Regions from separate parts of the Mus musculus genome. Here region 1 is linked to region 2. Evidence: chromatin contacts called from public promoter capture Hi-C data. All regions are on one chromosome and are shown on one strand. The core of a region is the stretch at or near the end of the contact, and the rest is flanking DNA. Distances in the headings are between cores, read along the strand shown. Region 1 overlaps Reln (reelin). Region 2 holds the start of Slc26a5 (solute carrier family 26, member 5).

Region 1 (4,712 bases), core at 113-2,612, 460 kb after region 2:
TGTCTCCTGGGCACAGGACTTGTACTCATAAACTCACACAATGGCAACTATATACAACACGTAGTTGCATAAGATAATCTCGTATGGTGTAGGGAGGGACTCAAGAGATCCCAGCCCTCCATGAGGATTTACTGGCAGTTGGTGGTACCTGGGAAAGAGTAAGACATTTACTTCAGTGGTACAGGTCATGCCATGCACCAGGAAATAAACCCCGCGCATGTTCAGGTGATCAACCCTAAGCAAGCTCATTAAGTCATCATGCATAAAAACGAACACACGTTAACTAAAAGGAAGCCTGACTGGGAAGATAAAGAGAATCAATGTGAGAGAAGGGGACAGAAAGGTAGCTAAGATCCAAACACATTAGACATCATGTGTATGTATGAAACAATAATGAGCCCCTTTACTGTGTGTGATATATATAAATATATGGAAATATATTTATGCTTATATATTTAAATGTTTTATACTTATATGCAATTAATAAGTTAAGTCCTCTGGAAAATAGTAGAAAGCATATGAGAACTTTTTGGTAGTCTTCATAAAACTGAGGTCATAAGACACCACAAAAATGAGCTCACCACAACCCCCCTGACTTCCCTTATCAGCATCCTGCCTCGACATCCACATATATGGAGGGAGAGAGGACTAGGAGAGGTGGTCCTTTGAAAGGAAGGTGACTTGGGCTATGTAACTCTTACAGTGGTATACAATGCACCCCATTCTTATGAACAAGTTCCTGGTTTGTAAGTTTACTGACAGTTCCAAGATCAAATCTCATGGTTCATTTTTAGTCATCTCTGAGCAAAATAAAGTTCCCAACTGAGGTCAAACAAAGCTGTCCCTTTACTTAGTTCATATACAATTGAATGAAACTTTTTTTCTATCAAAGGTGGCTAGCCTCTCTGCCTTTCCTTCACTTCCTTCAAACCAATTACCATGAAGCCACATGACAGATTGAGATCCCAGCTCCCATCAGTGGGAAACACAGTCACCCACCACCTGTGTCAGAAGCAAAGCTAAGTGACCTTCCTGTCCGAGTATGCTGCTTGCTCAGTGTGGGTGGTGGCACACCCTTTTTTCCAGAACGAAACTGTGTTGCCTTCTGGTTGAGGTACTTCTTTGTACAATACACAGCCCATTCTTTGCCAACACAGGAAACACGGAAAGTTTCGGCCCCCAATGTTACAAAGATTATGAAACGGTAAACAAGTATCCTTTTCACAAGCTTTCTTGCTACACTTTTCTCCTGGGGGTTTCCTTGATGATTCCAATGTGTAAAGACCTCCAAAGACACTGCTGTAGCTTTGCCAGTGCTCCTAGAACAGCAAGGCTGTGATGCATTACAGACACAGCACGCTCAGGCTGACTCACCATGCTATGAGTTCAACAATAATGAATCAGCAATAGACATCTACTACAGCTCAAAGCCGAAACACACATAAGACAATTCCATGTTCCTTTGACATATAGGAACATGGAATTTTCATATAAAGAAAATTCATAATGGAAAACTGGGGAAATACTGAATATATTACATAGGATTACTAGCATTACTAACAAGTTGTTAAAATCAATACTGAAAAGGATGGTGGAGGAGCTTATAAGGCCCCACCCCCCTCCCTGCGGGACTATGGTAAATAAGACTATTGGGGGAGGAGTGACATTTTTTTAAGTAGTGTAGCCCTAATCCAGAAAGTAACCTTGAGCAAGAAGTTAACTAAACTAACTGTCTGTCTGTCTGTCTGTCTGTCTGTCTGTCTCTCTCTCTCTCTCTCTCTCTCTCTCTCTCTCTCTCTCTCTCTCATGTGCACACACACATCACATACACCACACACCTGTAGGTGTGATTAAAGTTGGAGAGAAACATATTAGAAATACAGATTTCAGCAGTGGAGTAGGTTACAGAGAGGAAAATGGTGATGAACTCAGCTAAAATCTATCCTAGAAATGATGAAGCTATCAAACATGTTTTAAAATAAGCAAAGGATTTAACAGATAAGGCAAAGGTTGCTGGCCCACAGCCACATAACGCAGGATCCAGAGGTGTTAATTCCTTGACACAAAGCACAAAGCACCTGTCTCAAATGCTATTCTCTAATCAACTATCCCTAGTCAGGAACACTTTTTCTTAGAAGATGAATTTTTGGTACAACTTTTAAGTTGTTATTTTTACGTGTTTTATATATGGTTGCTGCATATCTGCTGGAACTATTTTAGTCTGTCCTCCAATTATTTATTCCCATCCAGATGAAAATTTAAATAAAAACTATCTCCCATTCATCAAGATTGCTTCGGTTTTATTTATGGTACAGCACAGACAAGCTTCTGGGAACAAGAACGTAAAATCCATTATAGTTTCTATTAATAATTATAGTTACTAATTGCTATGAGAACTTTTGGGATATGCTAACATATAGTTAAAGTAAGGCCAGCCCAAAAGCTGCTATAAATAGCCTTGCATGGTCTCACAGAAGTCATGAGAATTTTGTACTATGGAGGGTGGGAAAATGAAAATGTGACTTTCAGATTTGTTAGGCATTGTTAGTATCCACCCAACAGTCAAAGTCAGGAACTGTACACTTACATACATCTTTATAAATCATCTTTTTAATTACTCTTTTGGAATTATCACATTCAGACAATTATAACTCTTAAGGAAATCCCACACATGATTTTTGTTCAGTGACATGTCTGACACTATACAAAGAGAAATAAGGTAGCCCATGGAAATATGAGCACTGGGAAAGAAGGGGGCCTGCCTTAGGTCATGTGGCCAGGGAGAGCTCACTGAGGTTAGAGCTGACTATGGCTGGAATCTCTGAGACCAAGCACGAGGCAATCCTGGGATATGCATGCTAACCAGGAGGACTGCAAATGTAAAATCGCTGAGGTAGTAGAATCCTACCACACTTTAGGAGAGAGATGAAGCCCTCGTGATTTCTGTGGAAGACAGATGAGAAAAAAGACAAATAGGACATCAGAAAAGAAACTGGAGATTGTCACCGCCAAGTCCCGTAGGCCACAGAATGGGATTTCCATCTTTTTCTCTAGGAGACTGAGGAACAAAAGATACAGGTAAAATTACCTTATGATTTATCATTCAAACTCTGGCCACCTTGTTTGTGGAAATGGCAAACTGAATGGAATGCTGGGTAGGAAGCCTGGGGCGGCCTGAGGTAGACAGTATGCAGCAGAGAACAGCACCAGCCTGGTCCTAGCTGGATGCCCAAACCACTGAGCACAAGGCAGAGTCAAGGAGGGTGAGGAGAAGCTGGCTGTGCTAGGCAGGGGCAGACCCAGAGGGCTAGAAAATACAGCTGCAAAGCCTTAGAGTGGGGACCGGAAGGGGCCATTAGACAACGATGAAGAGGGCTGGCTATCTCCAGACAGCAAGTTGTCATGTGGAGAGTTGGGGAGACTCCAGAAGGAGCTTGTGAAGGGATGTCATGATGAAGAGGTTCAGGAAGCTCTGGGCAGACAGCCAAGTGCAGGCATTAAGTCAGCGGTAACAAGCTTAAGCAGAGAACAGTTGTTTGGGAGTTAACGGTGTGTAGATGGCACTTAAAGTGTTAGGACAGATGACATCGCTGGGGAGAAAAGGGCAGATGAAGAGAGAAAGCAGCAAAGACAACCCTGAGTCCTCTGACTCTGTAGTCAGGCAGGCAAGGACCAAATCAGAGCCTCAGAAGTCCACTGAGGATGTGTCAGAGAAAAAAGGACGGTCCACCGTGACAAGCTCTGCCTTGGTCCTGAAAGAAGCCTTGTGACATTTCCTAGTGAACGCTGAGATGGGTTTCTGATAGTACAACTGAAGGCAGAGCCATGTGTACTCTCATAAGTCCCTGAAGGAGGCTAAGAACAAGATCCCTGGTGGTCTAGTGAAGAGCAGTCAGCAGACTAGAAGGTGAGTTCCTGCAAGACAGACAATCAGACTGCACCGTTAACATGCAAGAGACCCAGACACTGGCACAAAACTGCAAAGCCACATAAATTACCTTTAGGCTGGATCATGTGTATGACAGAAGAGCATCTCCATCCACGATGCCCCAGGAAGCCTACTCTGATGTGTTGTTCTAGGAATCTGAATGTAAAATGCAATGGCACATGAAAGGGAAGGGAAGAGAGGGCTCACCCTAACCCCGGGTGAGAGCCTGTACTGTTTCCTGCCATCTGGGGTGCTATCAGCAGCATCCACCAACACCTGAGACAGTGTCATGATTTCCAAGGGTGGGGTTCCTGCTTTCCTTCCAGACATGATCTACCTTCAGTTTGTGAGTTTTAGTCATGTTAGCCATAGTTGGTCTCTGCTTTCAACAGGTAGGCATCCTTTCCTCTCTGAACTACACAGCCCTAGGGCAGCTGATAAAAGTCAAAGGTCACTTAATACTAACACCTGTGTATTCTGGGGGTAACTCTTTCCTTTACATTCTTCTTACTTAATAAAAAGATTCGTTCATCTTAAACTAGCCAAGATAATGGAGACCCTTTCTGAGGGTTTGTTTTGGTTTGGTTTTCTGTGGTAGATGTCTGTTTGGCAGGCTGTCGACCAAGGTCAAGTCCTATGCATCTGAGGCAAGTGTTCTACCACTGGGCTACAGTCTGAGCCCTTGACAGGTTTTAAATTTCGTAGCATTTATACACTATATTCCCAACTATGATAGTTATGTATGCAGCAAGTCTTGTTTACTTCTTTTGAGTAAGGTCTTACT
Region 2 (4,590 bases), core at 1,720-4,219:
GTTGTGTCTCATCTTCCAGAGTAGCTAGGATTATAAGCTTGAACTAGCAGGCCACTCAGTCATTCTGATATTCATCAGGACAGAACTGTGTGTGAGAAACGGTTCTCTCAAATGGAGCATCAGTGCTGGGAACAAACCTTTTAGGGAGTACTTTTTTATCCTCAAGGAGAGCAAGAAAAATAGAAAAATGAGAGAGTTGGTTGTGGTGGTGCACACTCGCAGTGCACAGGGATTGGGGGTGGCAGGACAATGAATCTAAGGCCTGCCTCAGTTACATAGTGAATTCAAGGCTAGCCTGGGGTACATGAGATTTGGTGAGGGTGGGATGCTTTTAACCTAAAAAGTGATCTTGCTTAATTACAAAATGTATGAGTCTTTTAAATCTCACAAATGGCACAGCTGGTACACCTCATTCATAAAAGACATCCTCAAGAGGCTAGGTTGTTCTATTTGATAGTGCATCCATTCAGATTGCTTATCTACATCCTGGCTTCATGTCTGTTCCCCTCTATCTATTTGCTCTCTGTTTGATGTTCCATAACTTGGACACTGGGAGTTTTCTGGAAGGTATGCCACACTTTGAATGCACACAGTTTCTTAGAGATGAAATCCTGAGCATTGTTAGACCTTGAGAAAGGTTTGTCACCACTAGCTTTCAAGGGTGACTCTGGTGTTTACAGAGAACATAGCTCAATAGAGTGCTTGCTTAGCATACAGGAATCTCCCGATTTGATCCCCAAAGCTGCTGCTGATGGTGGCATACCCCTGTCATCCTAGTATTTGGGACGTATGAGCAGGTGATCCTTGGCTATGTAGTCAGAAACCAGTCTGGGCTACGTGAAACCGTGACTCAAAAAAATAAAAGAAAACATTTCATGAAATCAGAACTTAGACAAAAATATAGTGTAGAGACCCTGAAAGATTAATTGTATCCATCTTGACTTTGTTTCAAGAGTTCACTAGTCAGAAAGAAAGCAAAGCCAAGCAAAGGAAGAACATAATTTCCTCATGTGACCTATTGATGTCAACTGTCTTGATGGCAATGCAAACACCAGAGTATGTCCTAGAAAACTGTTTTCTTTGGGACCATTGACATGTGCAAGGGCAGAAGAGTTATTACAAGATACATTAGAATATCCAGAAGGCATTGCAAATGAGCTGAAAATTGACTTGGACTGTCAATCAAATTCGCTGGGCAAACTTGCACCTACACCTTTCCATTCAGCTAAGGGGAGGTTGTACGCGTCTTCATCCTTCAGCTCTTAGCAAAGTGTCTATGCACAGAAGACACTGAAGTACTTGGATTGAGCCGATCCTTTTGGTATCACTCATAAATTAATGAGGACCATGTAATTCTGTCTAGTTTCAGAGTAGTTAAGGAGAGAAAAAGGCAGTTCTGTGCGACAGAATGGGGCTCCCGGTGTTACGTAACAGACCAGAGCGCTGTCCAGCAGTACACTTACGGTATCAGCCTTACCTAGGAATTCTTTACCCTTAAGTTTCTTTCTGTTGCAAACTGGTTTGACTTTCATTTCCTCTCCTTGCTATGGGATTCTGATACAAGGCAATTCTCTACTCCCATACGTAGAAGTATGGGCTGGCGGAAGTGTATTTTAGCCAGGGCTGCAATTCATTGTGGGGGCTTGCTTGGGCTAGATCTTGAGTTTTGGTCCCCGGCACTCTCCATAGTCCAGAAATTCAAATTTTATTTTATTTTATTTTTTTTAAAAATGCTTAGACTTCCTATTGCATATCTCAGATTTGCCTCCATTTTTATGCCTTGCTGTGCATTTAACTTACAGTACCTTGGGCCATGGGGCTCATGCATCCCATGATAGCAACGAGCAAAGCCCAACACATTAGTGTTGATGTCAAGTCATAATGTCAAACGTTGGACACTCCTGGTAGATAATACATTGATATCTAATGCATACAATTCTCCTTTTCAGATAGGAAACAGCTGAATCTTCCCCCAAACTTCCATTTTTGGTTGTTGTTGACGTTACATTATCACTACTATTATTAGTATTGTTATTGTTAGTTCTAGTTCTAGCGGTATCACAAGCCCCTCACAGGTCTGCATCTCCCCCTTCCTTCTTCATGTCAGACCAGGGCCAGCAGATCCTGGCAGTTTTTCTATCTTAGCATGCAAGATAGTTCACCAAGAAAGTCAAGCTTGTGTCCTGGGCAGAGATTGGCCCATGGGCAAGCTAAAGGAGGCAGAGTTATCACCAGTAAAGTTGGTTGAACACTAAGGGCTTCTACCGACTACAAACACTGCAGAAACACTACACAAGAGCACCTGCCACCTAAGGGATTTGGTGATGCATAGGATTTTTGGGCCAGAGACCAACACCAATTTCAGGGCAGGAAAGCGCACAGCAATCCACTTTACTAATTGTGAAGTAGAAGACAGAGTTCACGCTTTATTGAGTGTTTAGCAGGGGGCCCATTCCTGGAACCCAGAATACGCAGGTGCTAGCAGAGTCCACCCGACTAAACTGGAAGTAGATGCTCTGCAGAGGAGTGGATGCAAACAAGCTAGAGCTAAGAGGGTCCCTGGACAAGGCCAGCCCAGGGCACACTGGAAATGATGAAGTCAAGGCGAACATCAAAGAGACCTCAAGAGGTCCCGCCAATCAAAGCATCCCCAACGAGCTGAGAGGGCAAAAGGGTTTGGGGAAGTTTGTTGGATGAGAGAGCTTCTTGATAATCTTACCCTACAGGGTGTGGGAACAGGATGCTGGATACAGGCAGTCAGGTCATTAGTAGGAGACGAGAACAAGAATCAGGCCCATAGGAGAGGAGGTGACAGTCAGAGCCCAGGGTCTGGTGGGCCAGAGGTCCCCTCCAGACAGCCCGGGACCCTGGCCGCCCGCCCACCCGCGTACTCACCGGCCACCAGCGCTGCCCGGGGCTGCGCTGGGCGGAGCCGCCGCTGCAGTGAACTCCACTTCACTGTCCAGGTGCGAGCTCTCGAGGAGGTGCGGGTGGCCCAGTGGGTGGTGGAGCTGTAACTCGAGACCGCCCCGCCTCGCCTCGCAGCCCGGGATTCCGGCTTCCCTGGTCTCCACAGATCTCCTCTCAAACATCTAGAACTTTCTAAGATGCACTGGGAAAACTAGATTTGGGTACAATTATCTACAAGGACACGGGTGACTGGGCTGACAGTCAGCTCTCATGCCGTCGTGGCTGGCGAGTTTGTCAGTGTAGAATTTGAATAGCTTTCTTTGGGGAGGCTGCAGGAGCATTCAATAGAAAGTGTGGTTTGTTTATATGCCTCAGTACGGGGGTGGGGGTGGGGTGGGGGAATGCCAGGGCCAAGAAGTGGGAGTGGGTGGGTAGGGGAGTGTGTGTGTGGGGGAGGGTCTGGGGGACTTTTGGGATAGCGTTTGAAATGTAAATAAAAAAAATACCTAATTAAAATAAATAAATAAATAAAAAGAAAGTGTGGTTTGGTATTATGTAAATGAAATAAGTATAATCATTAGTTGACTCGGGCATCAGCCAATTATACATTTTAGGGAACGGATGACAATTGAAGGTGTTTTTCTTTAAGCTTTGAGCAGCAGGTGGTTCTTTTACGGGCATTGGAGTTAGAATTCACAAAGCGCTGGTGCAGATTACCATGTTATTTGGTACAAAGAAAGAGGGCGAAGAGAAAAGAGGAATGAAAGAGAAAGGAGCGAGAAAGAAATGCTGTTAACTCCCAACAGCTAGGATTTGCAAGCCCTGGCTAATGCCAGCATCCACAAGGTGAGGGGCGGAAACGATTTCAATGCACAGCCAGCTCTGCTTGTATGGCTTAGCAAAGCTTATGATTGGTTCATCAGAAATGCTTCTTTTTTGATTTGTTCTTTCTGGGGTTGCAAGATGTAGTGTCATATGACCGACTGTGGCGCCCTCTTAAAGCTGAAAGAGCATCAGTTGCTGTTGCTACTCACAGGGAAACCAGCCTGACTGGTCAAGGCCTGGGGTGACATTGCCTGGGTTCCTGTATGCAGGGAAGGGCTACAGATTCCTGTTTCACAGGAGGGAGCTCTGTTTAAGTGCATCAGGGAGACAGGCCGCCTGCTACTGGGAGTACTGGAATCTGGGCATGTTGTAAAACAGGTTTTTTCCCCCTAGAACGTTGTGGACAGTTCCACAAGTCCTTGTGGGGAAGTTTTCCAAGGAGAAACTGGCTGTCTTGCTGTCAGTTATTTGGAACTTGGCCGTTGTCATTTTAAGATTGCCTTGTCACATACTGGCCTTGTAGCTTAATTCTTCTGAGGCTATAAGTATACCCGCAGCACCCATGGACCCAGTTAACGATGCTGAGTTGGATTCTGTAGGTCTGGAGTGGAGCCCTAAGCTAAGCGTTTCTACCCTCACCCCACAAGTACCCAGGCTGCTCGAGAGCCATACTTGTGTAGAACCGTTGTGAATGGACAGATTAAACACTACTGCTAGGGCAGCACCCAGAACCCTAAAATAATTATCAAGTGACACCTTTCACCCTAATACGGGTGTTTACTTGGCTCAGAGATGTTTATAGTTTGAGTTTCAGGTGCTGTGCCCACCCATCTTTATTTATTTATGCATGTATTT

The links. Promoter capture Hi-C pulls out the DNA fragments that hold promoters and counts their contacts.
Region 1: a contact with region 2 is called in a promoter capture Hi-C map of hippocampal neurons, with 3 times the contacts expected there. The contact joins the enhancer-like site here to the promoter of Slc26a5 in region 2. A contact is called at or near these places in 14 of 39 promoter capture datasets (the 3T3-L1 cell line, the HPC-7 cell line, HPC-7-derived erythroid cells and 7 more) and 1 of 9 other capture datasets (pancreatic islet).

The regions. Positions count from the first base shown.
Region 1 is chr5:22,327,524-22,332,235 of GRCm38.p6, forward strand. All of the region lies in intron 1 of Reln (reelin), which reads right to left. Among named protein-coding and RNA genes, the nearest start is that of Reln, 15 kb to the right of the region's middle. Within about 2 kb of position 1,363, at least 9 of the 459 cell types and tissues checked have an H3K27ac peak or open chromatin away from gene starts, as enhancers often do.
Region 2 is chr5:21,862,635-21,867,224 of GRCm38.p6, forward strand. It overlaps Slc26a5 (solute carrier family 26, member 5), which reads right to left and starts at 2,970. Exons shown (of 20, transcript NM_030727.5): 1 at 2,896-2,970.